Regions from separate parts of the Zea mays genome. Here region 2 is linked to region 1. The links are chromatin contacts, called in public Hi-C maps. All regions are on one chromosome and are shown on one strand. Each heading gives the region's core, a stretch centred on a gene start, on an enhancer-like site or on the middle of the called end of the contact. The rest is flanking DNA. Distances are from core to core; before and after follow the strand shown.

The links. Hi-C and Micro-C count contacts between places; a contact is called where the count stands out from the background.
Region 2: a contact with region 1 is called in a Hi-C map of ear, with 2.5 times the contacts expected there. The contact joins the promoter of LOC100274097 here to the promoter of LOC100192963 in region 1. A contact is called at or near these places in 3 of 25 Hi-C or Micro-C datasets (ear, endosperm and tassel).

Annotation. Positions count from the first base shown.
Region 1 is chr4:54,868,162-54,872,843 of Zm-B73-REFERENCE-NAM-5.0, forward strand. It overlaps LOC100192963 (ribosomal protein), which reads right to left and starts at 2,008. Exons shown (of 6, transcript NM_001138139.2): 1 at 1,923-2,008; 2 at 1,777-1,805; 3 at 1-78. The coding sequence starts at 1,781.
Region 2 is chr4:55,033,388-55,038,069 of Zm-B73-REFERENCE-NAM-5.0, forward strand. LOC100274097 reads left to right here and starts at 2,344. Exons shown (of 9, transcript NM_001148476.1): 1 at 2,344-2,590; 2 at 3,519-3,634; 3 at 3,712-3,771; 4 at 4,140-4,322; 5 at 4,412-4,516; 6 at 4,597-4,682. The coding sequence starts at 2,527.

The DNA.
Region 1 (4,682 bases), core at 758-3,257:
TCAGTGAACTTCCTATTCTTCTTGGCATCCTGAACTATCTGGGAGATGCAATCCTTGAGAAGCTCGGAATGCAACTTACTGCAATAATCAATGGGCATAATTTATTAGGCAGAGATAATCTATCTGGATGGGAACAATACTCTAGAATTCCAAATACTCCTGCCAATAGGAAGAATTGCAGAAGGCAAAAACAGTAGAATAATCAATAATAATAAGCAAGCTACGTGAATCCATCTCATGTGTCGAGACAAGAACCTGAATCTATCTCACATCCATTTTCATTATGAGAATGAACTAACAGTTGGACCCCGCTCCCAAAGAATCAGATTGGAATAAGCCTGCTAATGGGGGTCTAATCCACCCCAACCCATAGCCAATCAGTCAGCTGTTGTAGCCCAAACCTATCCAAAAATCTAAATCAAGCACCCACCCCAACATGCTCTGTAACACACACACCCAAGCCAGCCCATTTTAAACCGTAGAGCATGCTAACTGATGATGTCAGGTTGTTTAATGGTCCATCCCCAAGCTGTCATAAATCATGGATAAAAGTAATCCAGATAACACAAATAGAAATTTCTGAGCAACGCATCCAAGATCCGTCTAATGGTAACACAGCCGAAATTGAAGATGGTAGGATACAAATTTTGAGTCTCAAAGATTGTTCAAAAAATGTTTTCAGAAAACAAGAGAAAATGTCACAGAAAAGCCAAACTGGCATGCCATTATCATAACCAGCCAGCATTAAATTCTGCATTTCTCTTGTTGTAGGAAAGAGCACAAGAGCTGTTGTGGAAACCATGTGATTATCACACAGTCACACCTCACTTTCCAAACCCATCACTATTCCATGAAAAATAGTAAAACAACAAAATGCAGCCAGATGCCCAGATGGATCTAGGAAAACAGAACCAGTGCAAAGAGCAATAGTGCGCAGGACGAGGTCTCAGCAGCAGTGTTCCCTGCCTTCTATGCAAGCTGCCAGCAATGGCAGATTGAAAGGCTGGCCGCACAGCGGGGGAAGAGACCACTGACAAGCAGGGGGGCAAAGCCAAAATTTGAGATTGGGGGCTGCTAGGAGGGTATTTAGCATTATCTACATGGGGGTTAGCTGAGAAAATTAATGGATCCAACGTAATCAGGGGAGCATTGGGGGGGCATTGCCACCCTCCCCGTGCCCTTCGCCACTGCTGACAAGCACATTCTCTCTGGCACCAGCACCGCCTACTCCCGCCACCCCTCCTTTCCTATGTGGTGGCCCTCCCGCAGAGCCCTACCCACAATAAGCTCCATGAGGAGCTGGTGCCGCAACAGTAATGACACGCAGCTCAGCCTCGCCACCGCTCAGCGTAGCTGCGACCTGGACGCTGTCCCTAGCTGCCCTGCGACAGTAGGGGCTCCTAACTGACTGCATGCGCCGACCCGCCTCACACGCGTTTCTTGTAAACCCAACCCATCCCGATCCAAGACATAGTAAAACAAGTTCCATCCATTTACGCACAGCATATATTAGAACCCGTCACAAAAAAAAACGTTAAACAACGCCCCGTTAGCAGGCCTATATTGGATAGGCAACAGCTAAATCAATCATAAACAAATCAAAGCATGAAAGGGCTCCGAGATTTTTCATCATCCTAAAGGCATGATTCAACTGAAAATATCCCCTGTAGGACTAAATCTTATCATGGCAATCGACCAGATAACTACACGAAACAGGCATTTCTAGCGCAAAAAAACAGATGCACGACACAGTAGAAGCGACCAGAGAGAGAGTACCTCATGGCTGCAATCGATCAATCAACTCCCTGTAGAAGGAACAGAAATATGACACGGTGAAATGGAGACCAGATAGGGCACCAAAACATGTGATTTCGCAAATCGAGCCGTCAGCAAAAGAGGAGGACACGGCGGCGGAAGCGTACCTGCGTAGGGTTTGGCCCGAGGCGGCGACGGAGAGAGGAGAGAAAATGGGATGGAAACGGCGGCGACGGATGTTGTTATATGAGCTTATATGAGCGGTGGGAGCGGTCTCGAAGCAAAACCCTAGACCGAGCTCCCGATGGATGACGCGTGCTAAGCTTGGAACCGTCGGATGCGGGAAGAAACGTTATGGGCCATGGGGCCTCTTCCGGATGTATGTTGGTTAGGGTAATTCCGTCCCGACCCATACCGTTTTCTATATTTAATCTGACTGTTTCCGTATTTACTGTTAGAAATATAGGCATTTTCCGTATTATTTTAATTCCATAAATTAACATTATGATGATGACATATAAAATATGTTTAATCATAGAAATCATTATCTCAAATATATCCATAACAATATGGATCAAGAGAACATGAAACATATGAATCATATAAATATAATAAGCAAATAAACATGGAACATGTATTATTATGGAACAACTGAAATTAAACAGATAGCAACATAAACAGCATGACTGTAAAATTAAGACAAACAGATTTATCATATTACTAGTATGATCAGGCATCAGACACGTCATGATATAATACGACAAAACAGATTGGATAAATTTATGGCTATAAATAAAGCAGCAGGTATGAACATATATAATTTGCAGAATGAAAAACAGTAAGGAGATGAATTGATCATACCCAGTCATGCGCTCCGAGGATCTAGATCCTTGTCCAACTTCACTTGTCATGTCAGCAGGAAGAAGACTTTGGGCAGTCGCGTAGACGCTCCCCAAAAACCTAATTGTCGATCCCTCGTGCAAGGTCTCGAACGGCAAGGGCTCCGGAGGCACCTGCCCTCTCGCTTCTCTGTGCGCGCAGAGTCACGAGATGGAAATACCCTCACTCGGCTGCTGGACTGTGTTCTGAAAGTGTTTTCTCGCGTGTACCGAGTGACAGGGGTGCTCCTCTATTTAACCTCTCGCAGAGGGAAGCTGAAGGAGAAAGGTCGTCGAGTCACGCCAAGAGTCGGCCAGCTCTAGCCGAGTTATGCCATGAGTCGGCCAGCTCTCGCCGAGTCACGCCATAAGTCGGCAGCTGAAGGAGAAGGGTCACTCGGCTGGCTGACGAAGAGACAGGGTCACTCGGCTGACGCGGTTAGTGAGTGCTAAAAATTAACACAACCACACCACGCCCGCTCGCCTGCCTGCCTGCCTCGCCTCGCCTCGCCACGCCACGCCCGGCCCGGCCCGGCCGGCGGCGGCGGCGGCGCGCGCGCGCGTGTGGCACGCCCTTGTCCATTTCTTGACTTCTCAAGTTAAGTGGAATAAATCCCACCATATAAGTCAAGGCAAAAGACCCTTGGACTTCCAATGTGGTACTATTGGTATTCTCCACCATTACACACCATAGAGTTTATTCAATAAATGGGCCAAGTCCATAAAAGATCCAACAATCCCCACCAAACTCTAGGGTTTGTAATGATGAAGTATCAGAATCACAATCCTTTGATATACCAGTGTTTCGATGGAGACTGTTAAGTTGAACATCCATCTAGAATAAGAGTTTCACTTATTCACAACTGAACAATGGACTATGCCTTGAATTGACAGTTTTGTGCGAAATAAGATTCACTCAAATCCTTTGCTGATACTAGGCTGCAGAAGGGTATTCCCGCTGTTTAGAAGCATATAAGTCACACTTCAGTGCCTTTCATGAGTATTTAGGGATTACCCAAATCCCATAGACTGTGACTAGCAGTCTGACTCATATAGGTGTATTCCTCAGAAGATGTTCTGTAGGACAACATCTCACCTTTATAAGACTCTTGGAATACATTAAGGTAAAAACCATCCTGCCTTACAGATAGGAAAGATGTGCATCAGAAATGAGTTAAAGAAGGGATCTTTCCTAGCTTGTTTCTCCACTCTACTTCACGGGATCTCCGATCACATAGAGCAGGTTACCACTAGAGTAGATCTCACATGGGTCTCATACCCATTTCCCTCGATGCACTTTCTATCACATTGCGTGATAGACCCTTAGTGAATTGATCTGCCAGATTATTCGATGTGTGGACATAATCCACAGTAATAACTCCGGAGTTTTTCAACTTTCTGACAGATTTCAATCTCCTCTTAACATGCCTTGTAGACTTCATGTTATTCCTAGAACTGTTAACCTTTGTAATCACCATTTGGTTGTCACAGTTCATGGAAATAGCCGGTATCGGTTTTTCAACTACCGGTAAGTCCAATAGGAAATCACGAAGCCACTCGGCCTCAGCCCCAGCAGTGTCTAATGCTGCGAGTTCTGCTTCCATTGTAGACTTCGTTAAGATAGTCTGCTTGCAAGACTTCCAGGAAACAGCGCCACCTCCAAACAGAAACACATATCCGCTTGTGGCATAAAGCTCATCAGCATCAGAAATCCAGTTGGCATCACAATAGCCTTCCAGCACTTTTGGGTTTCCGGTATAATGAATACCGTATGTCATAGTACCTTTCAAATACCGCAACACTCTCTCAAGAGCACGCCAGTGATCATCTCCTGGTTTCGACACAAAACGACTTAGCTTACTCACAGCATAAGAGATGTCTGGCCTTGTTGCACTTGCAAGGTACATGAGCGAGCCAATGATCTGGGAGTATGTCAATTGATCCCTTGCTATTCTCCGATTCTTTCTTAATAGCACACTGGGGTCATAAGGTGTTGGAGCAGGATCACAGTCACTAAAACCAAAGCGACTCAATACCTTTTCCACATAA
Region 2 (4,682 bases), core at 1,094-3,593, 170 kb after region 1:
TATACTAGATGCTACTTAAGAACAATGATGTATCCCTGAGTTCAATGGGTTTCCCTGTTTAAGAACAGATATGCTACAGTTTATCTCATGTGTCTCTCCTTTATCCTGATTAAGAACAGATTTGGTACTTGAGAACAATGATGTTTCCCTGAGTCCTATGGATTTCCCTGTTTGAGAACTGATATGCTACACTTGATCTGATGTGTGTGTCCTTTATGCCAATGATGATAACAAAAGTGAATATTAAGCCTACTCAGTTAGCCAGCCACTAATAACATTCATTTATGTTGTTTTGCTATTTTTGGTGTTTAAGAACAGATATGCTACACTTGATCTGGTTTTGGTTTTTGAGAACTGATACTCCTATCTATATTAATAACTATTTCATATTTAATGAGCTGGTTACACCGTCATGTAGGATCATTTTTACTGAGCTGAGGCTAATATTAATAACTATTTCATATTTACAAGTCCTGATGCTATTTGCTAATCTGTTCTGTCATCTTGAGCTAGTTTTGCAAGGGTTTCATATTTACCAGATTCAGATATTTACAAGTCCTGTCTCTATTTCATATTTACAAGTTCTATCTCTATTTGCTATTCTGTCATGTACTAAAATTCAGTCATTCTATTTTCTATTTATTTAAATTAGAAAACTTGCTTTTTGAGAACACTTGTAAATAGTGTACAGAAAAGACACTCCTATCTTAAATCAGATGGTTTCTATTTGCTTTTTGCCAGTTTTAGAAAAGACACTCCTATCTTTTACAAGTTTTCAACTGTTTACAAGTTAGATGGTCCTATCTTTTTGCCTGTCTGTCATTAGATAAGGAGCCTTCAGCTGTTTGTTTTTCATGGCCTCTACAAATATTTTTGTCTGTATATATCCTATCTTGTTAATCCAATCAAGTCTTTATAGTTTACTGCTGTTTGTTTTTACTGGTTAGCTGTTTGTAAACTATCTCTAAAAGCAAATCTTTTACTGTTGTTTGTTCTATTATATATCCTATCTTGTTAATCCAATTATCTCTATTTGTTGGTTTTAGAAGTTAGATGGTCTCTATTTACAAGTGTTTTACAAGTGTATTTATTTACAAGTGTATGTATTTACAAGTGTATGTACAATTTATATATCTTTAATGATAGAAAGAGAGACCAAAATTTGAATTTATATATCTACAATTTGATTGTATTCACCAGTGGACGCCAGCTGGGATTTTTTTGGATAAGTTATTGTAATTTATAATTGTATAAATTTGGATGTGTGTAATTTATGGCGTTGTAATTTATGGCGTTGTAATTTTAGAAATGTAGTTGAGTCGTGCAACTTAGAGCTAAATCCATGCAACTTATCTAAAACAGCAAACCAAACAGGGGTTGTGCTCATCCTGGCTAATTAGGGACAAACAACCAAACAAGAGAACTTAATTGGTTTGCATCAATGCATACAGGCTAAGCCCAGCCTGCATCTAGGCTTCGACCAGGATCTGTTGATCCTAACAACCAAACATATGGATATGCTGTCTCCCATGGGCATGGCTCACAATACATTTTTGCACGAGCTCAATCTATGAAGCAACCAACCAAACACAAAGTGCTTTAATGCTCCGCGGATGCAGGGCACCCATGGAGGGATAGATCCTAAATATCCAAATTATATGATAAATTTACTATTTTAACATAGATGCGTAGAATGTACTGCTAATATTTAGTCATATTGTTAAAATATTATGGAAGATAAAAATAATTTTTTATATTTTTTTGCATTATTATTCTCTACGATAAAAAAGAGAAAAAAACATCCGAATCCGAATTCGTATCTAAATTTTATATCAATTAGTTAAAAATATATAGAACAAATTTGACGTTTACTGTTTATGAATCTTAATAAGTTCAATGTAAAGAAATAAAATTTACATATCAAATTATATTCCATTTATACGCAGTTGAACAAAGGAAAGAAGACAAATAAGTATTCGAATCCGTCTGTACCGTGGAGCAGTCAACCAAACACGTGTCAGGCGAGGATAGGGTAATGGACGATGAACCGGAGGCTGTCGTCCATGTGTTATGCCGTGTCCCCCGTCACCTGGATCTGACGGCTGTCCCACGCCACGCCACCTTCCGTCCACGCCCACAAGTCCACTCGCCACCTACCATGGCTGCCGGCCTGCTAACGCGTTTCACCCAAACTCCTCCCCTCTTCTCTCTCTGCCCCTGGTATGTTAAGCAATTGATGATTACTAATCCACTCTAACATAAACTAATCCCACGATAATTACGTCCCGGCGGATATCACCCACATCTCCTGTTGCTACTGGAGCTCGACTCATCTCGTCCTCCGTCGCGAGACAAGAAAGTAGTAGGAAGGGAGGAAGATAGAGGGGTTGCGTCCCAGCCCCACCTGCTATCTCCTCTCTTCTTCCCCTTCCTCGGCGGCTTTCCACCATTCAGGTTCAGACTGGAGGGGCCTTCCTGCCAATCTCCAGTGCGTGTTCTTCAGTGGAGGCGCCGGCCGGACTCGCGATGGAGCGGGACGGCCAGCAGACCCGCCGCGACAAGCTCATCATCGATACGGATCCCGGCATCGGTTCGTCTCCCGTCCCTCTCATTTCCTCCTCCGCGTTGTCATTGTTTCGTTTCTTTAAAGCTCCATATAACTAGTTTTCGTGTATTCGACCTCGAAAATGAAGGTAAACTTCGATTGTTTTTCCTTGTAATAATAACTCATTTCCAACTCCCAACCACATTAGAGTAAAGACGGAGAGCGAGAGAAACAGACCACAATTTCGTTTCCTTGTTCAACGTTCGGTTATAGAGACAAAATACGGTAGAAAAAACAGAAGCTGTGGATTAAAACCCCAGTGAACAGGCTCTATCCGTCCGTCGATGGAAACGATGGCGTGGCGCCACCCACCAAACTCGACAGTGGGTAGTAAAGCTACAACCGTGGCTCACTAATTATTCTTATTAGGTTTTTGAAAATTCCAAGTAATCTGAACTTATTGTCCAGCTACGAGGAAACATTCAATCAAATGACTGATAGGCCTAAGTATACATTATTTGCAAATGCTACTCCCTCTGTCCAAAAATAAAATTCGTTTTAGCAAATTAGTGGGTTCATGTAACACTTCATGTATATGTTTTGTATATGTGTCTAGATTCATCATCATCCATTTGAATATAGACACAAAAACTAAGAGCTAAAACGACTACTATTTTGGAACGGAAGAAGTCAAATATAACATCAAAAACCTTAAGGCTATAACTGTACAATTTATTAAAAGACTGTTAAGATTTGTATTGTAGTACTACATCCGTTCTCGAATATTTGTCGCCCGCTAGTTCATTTTTAAACTAAACCGCGACAAATAAAAAAGAATGGAACGGTATCATTTGGTACCCATTTGTGATATCTGAATTCTCAATTGTATAAGTCCTTTTCCTAGAAGGCATTTCAAGTTGTAAGGAGTAGACTGCAATTTTACTGTCTCTTGTCTCCACAATCCTATTTCTAGATGATAGCATGGCTATCCTAATGGCGTTCAGAGCACATACTCTGGAAATCATTGGGCTCACGACCATATTCGGCAACGTCGACACAGAAGGCGCAACATGTAATGCACTATTGCTGGTAAGCATTTGAGATATTTGAGCTTTATTTCTTTATTTTCTTAGATTCGCTAACAGCGTCGAGCATTACATGGGCAGTGTGAGAGAGCAGGACATCCTGAGGTTCCAGTAGCAGAGGGCAGCCACGAGCCCCTAAAGGTTGTTTGCTCATGACATTATCTTGTGTCGTTTTCATGGCACACTGCAAGAAACGTGCTACTCTTTTCCTTAGTTTGCATTTCATACTACCAATTTGCAATGACTGAAATTTCTGACATGATCTTGTGTCGTTTACGATGCCTTTTCTTTTATGGTACAACGTGGGGTTTTGCATTGTATCTTTTATAACATTACTTACATTTTGCATTTTGATAATTGCTAGTTAATAGATGTAGCAAGAATATCACATTTAACTTGTAATAATCCTATGTTACCTGCTCAGTAATTTTATCGATAATACAGTTTGAATCCACATAGCACTGCATTTGTCTGGATGAACTGAATGATCGATACTTTGTGTTCATTAGGGAGGAAAGCCCCGTATTGCTGATTTTGTTCATGGGTCAGATGGCATTGGGAATCTGTTTCTTCCTGCACCCTCTGCTAAGAAGGTTGAGGAAAGTGCTGCTGATTTCATGGTTAATAAGGTCTCTGAGTTTCCAGGAGAGGTCTCTGTGCTTGCTTTGGGACCCCTGACAAATGTAGCATTGGTATGTTCAGGATCGTAGGATTAAACCTATTTGTTGTGCTGTCTATGCTGCGCTATATGTTACGACTAAGTGTCTCTGTTCTTGCTTAGGCCATCAAACGAGACCCTTCCTTTGCAAGCAAGGTGAATAAAATAGTTGTACTGGGTGGAGCTTTCTTCGTGGCTGGAAATGTCAACCCTGCTGCTGAAGCAAATGTATGTTAGCACACTGCATTATACCTGAGAAGGCTAATACTTCGACATAAGTAGTGAACCTTGAGTGCATTACTCTGCAGATTCTTGGAGACCCAGAAGCAGCTGACATAGTTTTTACTTCAGGAGCAGATGTCATTGTGGTTGGCATTAACATAACAACACAAGT